3 separate regions of the Zea mays genome follow, and all the other regions are linked to region 3. The links are chromatin contacts, called in public Hi-C maps. All regions are on one chromosome and are shown on one strand. Each heading gives the region's core, a stretch centred on a gene start, on an enhancer-like site or on the middle of the called end of the contact. The rest is flanking DNA. Distances are from core to core; before and after follow the strand shown.

Region 1 (4,140 bases), core at 1,518-4,017, 140 kb after region 3:
GGAGCGGCGCGGACGCCGGGGACAGCGCGGATGACGAGGAAGGGCGCTGCGCTGGGGGCGCGAACGCAGGGAGGGCGTTGCGCGTGGGGGCGGCGAACGCAGAGGAGGGGCGCGGACGCCGGGAACAGCGCGGACACCAAGGAAGGGCGCTGTGCTGGGGGCGCATACGCCGAGGAGGGGTCGCCGGGCATGGCCGGCAGTGGCGAGGAGTGGCCGCCAGGGGAGGGCGGCGCGTGGACCACCCCTGCAGCGGCACCACGATGTGCATCCCGCCGTCGGCGCGTGGCCGCGACCGCGGGTCGCGTGACGGCTTCCTCTCCGTCCTCGTCGCGCGGCGCAGGCGAGTCCCGCCTGTTGGGGAGCTCGGATGGGGGCGCCGACGACGCGGATCCGGAGGTCGACGACAGCGGAGGCCGGGGCGCCGCGTATGCCGCCTGCAGCGTCGGGCTCGTCGGCGGCTGCGCTGCTGCGGGGCGCGCGAGGGTGAGGCGCTGGGCGCGGTGCAGGAGCTCGTCGGCGCGCCCTGCGGTGGCTTCCTGGCGGCGCCTGGAGGGGAGGCAGCCGGCTGGGGAAGGAGTGGGGGTGCGGCTGGGAGGAGAGAGGCCGCCCCCGGGAGGGAAGGATGAGCCTCCCGGGGGGCGGCGGTTGAGGAGTGGGTGGCGGCTGTAGGTGTGGGAGGTGGCAACTGCGATCTAGAGAAGAAACCCTAACCTAGCCCTCTGATACCATGTAGAAGAGTGAACTATTGGATTGATAGGAGATGGGGTACATATATATATGGACTCAACCCTAACCCTAATGGGCCCTAACCCTAATGGGCTGACAGCCCAACAGTGGTGCCGGCCCACACACTCACACACATAGTCTAACAGATTGTATGCACTCCAAATTCATAGTATCGAATTGCAGAACAGTACATAGCTGATGATTTTTATAGGCATCTTAATTACCTCGTAGAGCAGGTACTTCATCCGGTCGCTTATCAGTTTGCTCTCATCTCTCAGTGCAATTCTGATGGCAGGATGCATCCAGTGAGCGCTATTCAACCATGCATCTATTGAAGGATGGCCTGCGGTGACATGACACCACCAAGTAGGTCCCACAGGGCGCTGCCAGTATGGAGCTGCAAGATCAGCCACGGTGTAATCATCCTCGCTATCACTCATCTCCATCAACTCATTCTCCCAGCTGGAGTCTGACTGAACCCTCAGGACCAGCTCGGCGATCCTATTCCATCCAATAGGCACCCATTTATGATCCAAAATCTCCCCAGCATACAATGGCCTATCTTTGAGCACTGAAGGATCGTTACTGAAATCAGTCTGCTGGGGGTTTTCCAACACAATGCTCTCATCCACTTTCGGCTCAGTGATCTGGTGCCCATTCCTTCTTGAGTGCTTCCTCGTGCACATAGTGGGGCCCTTCTCCTGTATCTGCTCAGTTGCCAGCCATGATTTGTGCTGAACAGGCTTCCTGTGACTCTTGACCAGCTCAAAAGCACAGATGAGCCCATCCGTCCAGAGCTCGCTCCCTGGGATGGGCTCTTTCCCTAGACTGGGCTTGGTAACACCGTCTTGTGTCTTGGGCATGCTGCTGACGTGAGGCGGCTCCTCCTCCTCTGCACCATTCATCTTCCCATCAAATTATATCTACCTGTGAATGGATAAAAGATATTTAAACTCGTTGGAAAATTTAGTGGGTACTGAATACTGATTACTGAATATGACTCATCTCTTCAAACATGGGGCAATCTATTGAGGAACTGGATTCAAAGGTCCAAACTACTGTTCCAGGGACTTCTGGACGAGGTAGCAAGCGTTCATGGAAACAACAGGGCCGTATTATTGTATACTGAACATAGGAAGCCTCAATTCTACCATCTCCTAACGACCCTTATGATGGCAAAACGTAGCAGCCTAGATGAGCGGAATACGAATTAGAAGAGGTGCCATGATTTGTAACGAGAATTCAAGCAAATCATGGCTATATAGCCTGCAGCTAAACGCGGGGATTCAGGAAACGGCGCTGGGGCAAACCTTTCTTGAAGTCGCTGGCAAACCCCGTCCACCGCACGCTACGTTATAAGCAAGCAAGAGTACAGTGAACTAGCTTCGCAGGTTGGAGCAGCAAAAGGAATTTTCAAGGAGGCGGAGGCGGAGGGGTCAGGTGCGGAGGTGGAGGCGGTTACCGGAGCGCGAGAGACGGCGGTGAGGGACCCGGGTCTGAGCGTGGGACATGTAGAGTGGATTGGAGTGGGGTGCTTCCAGAATGGAATCAGATGCAGGTCTCTTTCGTTTTCCCATCGCCGGAAGAAAAATTGGTGGATCCGGTCCCCAACCCAAACTCCCTCCCGTGCATACTAGCAGATTACTGACGCGTGGACTCATTCTTGATCCGACGACCGACGGCCGACAACCGCTTGCTAGGACGTGGGAGTCGAGACGACTAGCTTCAGCTCGTTTCGCGACGAACGGCTCCAGGCATTCGGCTCACGCTCGCTAACCTGCTGCACGCCGCCGCCGCCGCCGTAGGTATCCTCCAAGCCATCGGCGTCACCCCACCGGTGGCGGCTTCAAACGCCGAGGCCGAAGTCAGTGAGCAATATCTCTGGTCTGGACAGCAAGAACGGGAGAACCTGAGCTTGATGCCTTGATCCAGATTCTTTTTTTTTTCGAATCGCCTTGATCCAGATTCACGACTCACGAACAAAGCAGCAACGGCGTAGCCGGCCTCGCGCCCGCGCCATGGAAGCCGAACCCGAAGGCCCAACTCACGGATTAGGGGGGGACAAAGCGGATCAAGCGAAAGTAAGGGCATGTACAGTGGAGAGACACCAAAACGGTTCTCCAATCACAGGAGACAACTAAGAGACTCTATTATACAGTGGAGTGTCTATAAACGTAGTCTATTAATAAATATAGAATTAAATGTATTTGTATAGTATCAGATCGATAGAACAGACGACAAATTCGTACAGTGGGAAGTGAAGCGTCTGTTGCTACTTGGTTTACGAGCCAGAGACGTCTCTTCACGGAGAGACGGCTCTAAGATTTTTTTGTAAATAACCCCCTTAAACACCTTAAGAGCCTCCACATTAAACACCACTGTACATGCCCTAAGAGCAAGTTTGATAAGAATCAACCGCGCTGGTGGTAAATATTTTTACCGCCTACAATTTATGACTTGTTTGCAAGCAAAGGTATTGTACTATACTAGTTTTTTCACACGAGTGAGTGAATAATGGTAATTTATTGGAAAATTTCATTTTAACTTTTCCAAACTATTATTATGGTCTGATTTACCACTTCGAATGTGTTGGCTCTTTTAATTATTAAAATTAGTTGCTTTCCTTCTTTAGGTTAGGGAAGTATAAATAGACTTTGCCAAAAAAAAAGGTTATAGAAATAAATCTTCAAAAAGCTCTCATTTATTTATTTCTTAAAAAAAGAAATTTAAGAATCAAAATATTGTTTAACATTCTAAGGCCTTGTTTGGGACTATTTCAGCTTAACAAAATTTAATGAAGTTAATGAAACAGATTATTAGGAGCTTAAAAAATCTAAAACTGAAGTTGCAAACTTTTAGTAGGTATTTAGATAAGTCATTTTGTTTATTATTTAGATTAGAAAAATTATTAAAACCGTTTAAATTTATATTATACACTAAATATATTTTAGCTTAGAAAAAAATGAAATTATTTCTAGATTTATTCTCTACATTATGTATATAGATTGAAATTATTTGGATCTCATATAGACATCAACTAGGATCCATCTGTTTAGGATTATAATCTATCCAGAACTAAGTGTTAATTTAAAATAAGTTAGATTATATAATATAAATATATTATAATTCCAAATAAGTATCTCTAATTGTTGGAGCGACCCGACCAGCCCCAGGTCAATGATACCTGTCTTCCACCCGAGGAAGGTATACACGAGAGAGAAGGTGGAGCACTGGAGCCGGTATGCAGCAAATTTTGTTCCCGACGGTGGCATTGGAAGTCCTCCAAATTTGGGTAGTCACCTCTCTTGTCGACGTCTAGGCTACGCGTTGGAAGGGTACGGCGTGGGCCAAGAGCGGTGTCAGGGCAGACCATCCTATCCCTTCCTGCTTGCGCCATTGTGCCGCTGCCGCCGA
Region 2 (4,167 bases), core at 1,430-3,929, 250 kb after region 3:
AAACCAGCAACACACCACTAACCAAATCTTTTTTGGCCACTGCATTGAACTCTGTAATGTGAATATACCCAACAGATGAATCATTGTTTTCTCTTTTCTCCAAACGATAGAAAACTGGAGTTCGAGTAACCAGTTGCCTCTGCACCTTCATTGACTCAACAGGACCACAGTCGCCATGCTTAACCTAGAGATAACATAAGAAAGACCACAATAGTCAGATACTGGGTTAAGAGAGATCCTGATTCCTGACATAATCAAGACAGAATTTATTTAGATTGTCCATTACCTTAATCGTAACGAACGTCTCCTTTGGACCTTGCAGCATGGATGAAGCATCAAATGCAGATTTACCCTTTACATCAATGCCGTTGACTGATAAAAGCTCATCACCCTGATAATTGATCAAATAACTTGAACGATTACTTAAATCATGCACCTTATCCAAACATAAGTGTATTATTAATTAACCCATACATGTATACAGAATCAAATATCAGAAAAACAGACACATCCAAAGATCTGTACCTACTACATTATTGGCCAGTCCAAGCAACCAGACTCAAATATACCAAACAAGAGTGCCCTGTGATAATAATAACATCAATAACAAACTACTAAAAAAATGCATGCCCAAACAAAAAGTTGAGAGCAGTACAACAAAATTGCCTCAAAGCTTCTAAGGTGCAAAACTTGTAAGTTTTAGCAGTGAACAAAAACAACGTGAGATGAAATTATTCACTGTATCTCATTCAACTCCTTGGAACCTACTTCAAATCTTCGATACACACAAGGTTCCTCCTTTCTAGCTTCATTACTAACCTTTTTTTATATATTTACAGGCAGGCATGTGCGCACATTCTTTAATCAGTTGGACACCTTAAGTGGGAGTGTAGTTGAATGCTGCTCATATCCAACCATATTAATTTCAAATGAAATATGAAATTTATTTATTATCATATATGATCGAGCCCTAGCCTCTGCATATTATGCGGGTAAGGCTTGGCGCTTAAAGATACCATTCCCAAGACCCCGCACAGTGCGGGAAGCCTACGGCACTGGGTACACCCTTTTTTTTATTTATTATCATATATGAAGTTTGAGTTGTCCACTAAGTCAACATATTACATCAAGGTTCATTAGAAATTAGAATAATAACAGAACAAACAAACATTACTAGTAGTATATCTATAGTGGTGAAAGCAGTTTTCTCATCAGAAAGTACAGAACAAACCTGTCTAACACCAGCAGAGTAAGCAGGCCCATCTAACAACAGCCCTAATACCATCAACTTAAAAGAACCATTTTCATCAGGAATCTCCCGCAGATTTAATCCAATTCCCGTCATGTCATATTTTGACATCTTTGAGAACTTCAGCAGATTGATTACACATATGCAAAACAATATCAAAACTGTAGTTAGAACAGTATCCAATACAAATGTCTGAGAACAGTAAAAATGAAAGGCATTGACACCATTTTGTCTGTGAAAGCGAAGAAAATAAGGAATATGGCATAGCAAGATAGCTACATTGTTTAATGAGGGTTTAAAGTAAGTATGCCAGAGCCCAGAGGTTTTACCAATCATTCCCACATGTAAATGTTTGCCCAATTCAAAAGAAAATCAATTATCTCTACGCTATACCTAATGGCCAACTTCCTTTTCAAAAGACTGTCTACAACAATGTTATAACTCATAATTGATCATGTCATCAAACATGTACAGCAACGAGATAAAGGGCAAGATAGAAATGCATTAATGCAAACGAGATCAATACATTGAACAGGAAAAATACCGAGCTCATAACCAGCAGCGTGACAGTGGTGACACTTGTGAGGAACTTACTTCGGAGGGAGATAGAAACCGAGTGTAAGGGTCACCGAGGCTCGCTAGCATCTTGCGAATGATATCATGGGCTCTAGCACGAGATTTAATTGTGCCTTGGAGAACATCCTGCTTCCTTTGCTGCAGTGGATCAAAATCAATTATCAGCTATCAATCTAAAGCATCAGTTTTCGCGGTTCTACAAACCACGGCATGTGGGGGTTCGAATACTTGTTGTCTCCACATTCACACCCATCTAACCAACAGAACACACATATTTTTTGTGTTTTAGTAAAAAAAAAGTCTACCCACAATCTACAGGGAACACAATGTGCTAAGCAATCAGAGCATTGTGGCTTCAATGTCCGTAGAGTTTCGATGCTGCGCAGTTGAACACACGATACACCACGCTCGCCGGTCGCATTGCAGGAAGTCAAACTCACCATCCACATCTCTGGCGACCACGGACGGCTGGCGGCGTCGGGGAGGAAGCTCTCGTTGACCACCTCCCACGCCTCCTCCACGAGCTGCTCGTTAGTCACCGCCTCGGCCCTCACCTCCTCTACCATCTCCGCGCCCCCGTTCCGGCACACCTCCGTGGGTTGCGCCGCTGATGCCGCGAAGGCCGCGCCCACGCCGTTGCCATAGATGAGAGAAAGGGAGACGGCGGCCGCAGCCGCAGCCGTGCGGAGGGCGTCGGGGAACGGCAGCCCGCACGGCTGCGGCCTGGGCCCGCGGCCGGAGCCGGGACCGGGGTGCGCTCGCAACTGCTGCGCCGGTGCCGGCGGCAGGTAGGAGAGTGGCCACATGGCGGCGCGGCTCGTCGCGTGGCTCGGTGGGGGTTTGGACTTTGGAGTGGATGATGATAGGTACGTTACAGTGGCTTCATAAAGAAGTGGTAACAGTGCAATAGTGCTTCGTCTAAAAAAAGTGCAGTAGTACCATTTACCAAAATATAGTTAGAGAATCCCACAATTATAATTAACAAAAGATTATCGGGTTGGCAAAATACAATCTTATACTCAAAGACAAACAAAACATGAAATATATAATTGAGCAATTGAAAATAGATGTAGTACTTTCCGCTGCTTAATTGAGCAATTGAAAATAGATGTAGTACTTTCCGCTGCTTACTCTGGTAGCGGCAACGCAGAGAGGAGAGGAGAAAGGGGCGGATGATGGATCTGTTTGGTTCAGCTTTTTTCTGACCAGCTTTTCTGAGAATCTGGCTGTGGGAGAATCTGACTATTATTAGAATTATATACGGAGAAAGATAAAGGTGTCCATAGGACTCAGGATGTAGAAAGTGACGGATTCCTACTATTGCAACGACTCAACCGATTATGTGTTTATGTTGATTTTAAATGTTTTTTATCTAAACGAATTTTATAGAAGCTGACTGAAAAGTTGAGCGTTTGGCAGTCCGCAGCAGCTTTTGGTGGCCAGAAGCTCCAAAAAGCTAAAACAAACAGGGACAATAGCGGCTAGGGTTTGGTGTCATCTGATCCACCTTACGGGAAACGGCGTTAGGATTGAAATTGTGATTTCTCACTCAATGTAAATGTGTGAGATCGGGCACAACCATTCATTTAAATAGAGCACAAATCATTATACAAGGTTGGAACGTGTTTGAATATTTATCTCATTTAAAAATGTCTACCTACACAGGCACCTAACTAGTAAGCATAAAAGAATACTTGCTTTGTCAATCTCATTGGTTGAACAAAAGAGAAATAGAGAACAAAAACAAGGCCAAAAGGGGGTGAACTGCTAGCCAGTTGCCCGATGTCGTGCTCATGCCCTATGCAGTTGCATCGCGCTGCACCCATCAGCAACTGCATCACACTACGTTGTGCATGGATTCGATTCAGCCTCGCCTAACCGTGAAATGAAATGATGGACGAAGTGTCGAAGGAATCTCTATATATTAAAGGACTAGCTCTAACTGATCAACGAGCCTATCCACATCGCCCATTAAATTTTGATTGTTGGATCAAATGCCCACGCAACATGAACCGTATGATGACAGCTTCAACGCTTCCTGAAAGGTTGTTGTCCATCTCGCTCCTTCTTTCTGTTTGTTGTGTGTCACATTTTTTCCTCGCTTGCTCTACGTCGCATTTTCTCCCCACCTTGTGAGTGATCTCGTGTTCATCCTTCTAGCACCAAATGCTATATTGTCGCCCCTGTTCTGGGATCGACATTTGGCACGCCAGGTAGGGGCAGGGCACTTAGCCTGGCCCCTTGCTGATAACATCACACTCATCCGCCGACGAGCTCGGTCATGGTTGATTTGCCGACATTTGGCAAAAGACGGAGAAGTGACGCCTCAAGATGCTCGCCGT
Region 3 (3,979 bases), core at 1,033-3,532:
TAGAGTCTCGAATATTTGGTTTAAATTCACATATTTTTCATATTCAATATTTTGATTTTTTTTTTCAAAAAAATCCTGGATGGAGAGACATCCTATACCAAATTTATAGCGCTTGGCAAGATTTTAAACTTTGTAGCTAAAATATTCAATATAAGACTTTGAAATGTTGATATAAAAAAGATAGCATATTATATATAGTCACAAATGTGAACGGGCCTCTAGCTGAGTTGGTTAGATGGATCTTGTAGCACTCCTCAACTCTTGGGTTCAATTCCCAATCAGAGTGAATTTTAGGCTGGTGTTAAAAAAAGGTCACTCGCTGGTTCCTGGTTTTGTGCATACGAAACAGACTGACCTATAGGGGGTGTATCCTCGTGTAGGGGCTAGGGGGCTCAAGCATGGATTAAAGAACTGACCTATAAGGGGGCGGACCGCGGACCCTCATGATGCAAGGGGAGCCAACTTTTGTGACCTTTCTCGGTCGGGCTCAATTTGAGCTTGTTAAAGGGCGTACCCAGTGTCGTAGGCTTCCCACACTGTGCGGGGTCTGGGGAAAGGTATCTTTAAGCGTCAAGCCTTACCCGCATAATATGCAGAGGCTGGGGCTCGAACCCAGGACCTTCCGGTTAAGCTTGTTCTTAACAGTGGGGGCTATCTTTCCCCATCGGCCGAGTTATATAGTCACAAATGAGTGTTCTGTAGTGGTAGGAAGGTGCTGGTGATAAAAGACAGGTTTTGGGTTCAATTCTTCAACGACACAAATCTTGTTTCCCTAAATGAAAAGGCTGCATGGTGAATGGTGACGGCTGGGCTTGCGGGCCCCTAGAGTCAAGGCAGCAAATCCTGCTTTCCTAAACGAAAGACTACATGGTGATTACTGGTCTTCTAGGGACGTTTATTGTGCCAGATCGTGCCTAGTCCCGCTGCATGGTGATCTGCATGATGACATAGTGCAGATCACGCCTACATCATGCTGGATATGTTCCTGGCGTCGCGCTTGTGAGTGTAGTGGTGACCCCACATGACACAGCCACTATATCTCCCCAAATTTCGAAAACCGAATACTGAAACATCAAATAATGAAAACATTCAGTAAATTGCTGCTTCATTCTCAAATATATATATCTCATCTTTGGTTGATGCTGTAGTTTGCCACGCCTGACCTTTGGCAAACTGTGGTTGCTACAAAATGTGTGGCCAGCAAAATCAAAGTTTGGCATGAAAGTAAGCCTATCACGTGTGGGGCAGGGGGCTATGAGAGTGTGGCACACCATAATTATGGTAAGAAACCAAACAGCTGCCTAAAAAGTTACAGCATAACTAATGGCCTGTTTGGAACCTATACAGATAATTGCTAGTAGCTAAAATTAGCTGTAGGGGTTCCAAACAGTCCAGCTAAAGCTTCAGCTAATTGTTAGCTGGACCCCCGACTAACAATTAGTTCATTAGCTGGGTTGGGCCAACTAAAATCAGCAAGACAGTATCGCCCCTTATCCTTTCAATGCAACTTAGCTCTAGGGGTTTAAAACAGTCCCTAAACTGTGGCGCTCCAAGCTGCATTACCCTATCATATCAAAAATAATCGGACAGTACCTTTTTTATTATAAAGAAAATTTGTGTGCCAAACCAATCTAAGATAGGTAAAAAGCACCTGGGCAGCCTGCGCGTTGACCCAATCGGGTATCTCCCTCTGCAGCAGCAGCACGCCTGCCTTTCGGATCAATTCCAGGTCCTCCGAACCGATCCCCGCCGCCCAGCCCTCCATGTTCGCCCCGCCCACGATGATAATGGAGTTCTGCCCGTCGGGCATGAGCATGACGACGGCGTGTCCCGATGGCGCATCGGCCGCGCGGGCGACGCGGTCGGTGCGGACACCACCAGCGTCGGCTAGGGCACCCTCGAGGAGTCGGCCGTTGGCGTCATCCCCCACGCGCGCCACGAGGTAGGTAGGGCCCAGCGCGAGGCGGCCACCGCAGGCGGCCTGGTTGGCGCCCTTGCCGCCCGCGAGGCTGCGTCCCGCGCGGGCCGCCACGGTCTCGCCGATGAGCGGGAGACGGTCGACCTCGACGTAGATGTCGGCGTTGGCGGAGCCCACGACGACGATGTGGGGCGGCGGCGCATTGGCAGCTGCGGCGGCGGAGAGGGAGGTAGGGGTAAGCTTCGGGAAGAAGGTGAGGTGGGCGGGTCTGGGGTTGGAGCCCGAGAGGAACGTGGCGGCCGGCGTGCGGCCGGCCGGAGTAAGGCGCACGCGTGCCTGAGCCATATCAGAGGGGCGGTGTCGAGTACTCGAGTGAGTGTTGGCCTGTTGGGGTAGGCAGAACGATAGAGTCAAGGAGTAACGGCGTCCCGATCCGATCCTGAAGATGATAGTGATTCCGTTTTTTAATCGCAACAGATTAGACACAGGTAATAGTGAGGTATCGGTTATGCTTAGATAACATGATTTATGATATAGTTAGTTTCAGCTTATACATTATATAATATAGATTATATATTAGATTATATAATCTTGGTTAAATAATTTGGATGTAGTTGTTTGGCATTGTAACTTTGATTATTGATTTAAGTTACGTGCTGCTTGGCGAGAGCAAGAAATAGATAAATATTTTTTAGGGACCAGCAATAGTGGATAATTTGTCTTGTTCGTTTGTGTCGGATTGCACTCGGAATCGTTTTAGCTAATCAAAGTTTATATAAATTACAGAAGCAATCCAGTTAGGAATCGTTCCGACCCACCAATCCAGCACAAACAAAGTTATCATGGATAGTAGATCCTTTGCTAAAATAATATCAAATAAACATTTCTTAAGGAGGTTATGAGATTATGACAATATGACCTCTAGATTATATAGTGTGACCTAATAATCTGGTTGTTTTGTTTCTATCTAGATTATTTAAGTTGTATTCTATAATCTGGATATATTTTAATCTAAAACAAATAGGCCTTAATCATCCTGTGGTAGCCAAACACATTCTCTTCCAAGGTGTTGGTGGATGTTGCTACCTTCACGGTACTACGGTGCCACCGTAGAAAAACATGAAACTAGTATGAGATTTGGTATTATGGGGATCAGACATAAATCTAGCGTATGCATAACTCACTAAGTGTAAGGAAAATAGGGTTTAATCTATTTCTACAATTGTTTCGGTGCTTAATGGCCATTACAAGTATTTGGATTAACTAGTCTGCCAAGTGTATGTTCATAGATTCATAAGATCAACAAATATGCTTCTAAGTCAGAAAACAGCTCAAAACCAACCTATTATGGGTAAATTTTGGAATAGAAAAACTAGCAATAGTTCTCCACTTTGGATAAGTTCTAAATACTACTAAGAATATATTTGATACATCTAGAGAGGTTGAAAATGTCGGAATCAAAGTCTCACTCTTTTGGAGCTAGTTTGAGCTAAAAACAGGATATAAGTTAGAGAGATCAAACCAACCCAAATCCATGACTTAAACTAGTTGGATAGTCACTAGATATATTTGTCTAAGTCATAAGAACACTCTTAAGAACAGCCAAATCCAGTGGAAGACGATTTTAAGAAGTTCAAATAAAATCTGTAGAACTGGGAAGCAGTGGAAGACGATTTTAAGAAGTTCAAATAAAATCTGTAGAACTGGGAAGCACTGGACCGCCTTACCAGAGGGGTCTCAGAGGCTGTTCTCGGGTCTGGCATTGGACCATGGGTAGATTATAATTCCAAATAAACATCCCCTAAATAGAACTAAAATAGAGTGACTAATCTTTAGTCCCGGATACCAAACAGGCTCAATGTACCAATCTGAACTTTATTATAGAGCAAAATATAGGCCAAAACTTCACAGCTTTGAATTAAAGAAGCGGGTCTCACCAGCCGTAATACATAAAATCAAGTCACTTTTTTTATATACAGAGAGGTAAACGTAGACTAACTATTTTTTATTCCCCAATGTTTCCGTTCTTGCAAAGTACATAATTTTCCATGTAATAATTGT

Evidence for each region. A called contact is a pair of places that touch in the nucleus more often than the background predicts.
Region 1: a Hi-C map of ear shows a contact between it and region 3, with 2.7 times the contacts expected there. The contact joins the promoter of LOC100278854 here to the promoter of LOC100283183 in region 3. A contact is called at or near these places in 18 of 25 Hi-C or Micro-C datasets (bundle sheath, ear, endosperm and 6 more) and 1 of 3 datasets of contacts at active chromatin or transcription factors (seedling).
Region 2: a Hi-C map of leaf shows a contact between it and region 3, with 6 times the contacts expected there. The contact joins the promoter of LOC103636140 here to the promoter of LOC100283183 in region 3. A contact is called at or near these places in 2 of 25 Hi-C or Micro-C datasets (ear and leaf).

Annotation. Positions count from the first base shown.
Region 1 is chr8:152,788,143-152,792,282 of Zm-B73-REFERENCE-NAM-5.0, reverse strand. LOC100278854 reads right to left here and starts at 2,767. Exons shown (of 8, transcript NM_001151993.1): 1 at 2,504-2,767; 2 at 951-1,653. The coding sequence starts at 1,631.
Region 2 is chr8:152,681,802-152,685,968 of Zm-B73-REFERENCE-NAM-5.0, reverse strand. LOC103636140 (carboxyl-terminal-processing peptidase 1, chloroplastic) reads right to left here and starts at 2,679. Exons shown (of 13, transcript XM_020542768.2): 1 at 2,266-2,679; 2 at 1,844-1,963; 3 at 1,232-1,369; 4 at 287-391; 5 at 16-184. The coding sequence starts at 2,631.
Region 3 is chr8:152,931,393-152,935,371 of Zm-B73-REFERENCE-NAM-5.0, reverse strand. It overlaps LOC100283183 (ribokinase), which reads right to left and starts at 2,282. Exons shown (of 5, transcript NM_001353327.1): 1 at 1,652-2,282. The coding sequence starts at 2,263. It overlaps LOC103636141 (mitogen-activated protein kinase 8-like), which reads right to left. Exons shown (of 10, transcript NM_001301575.1): 10 at 3,813-3,979.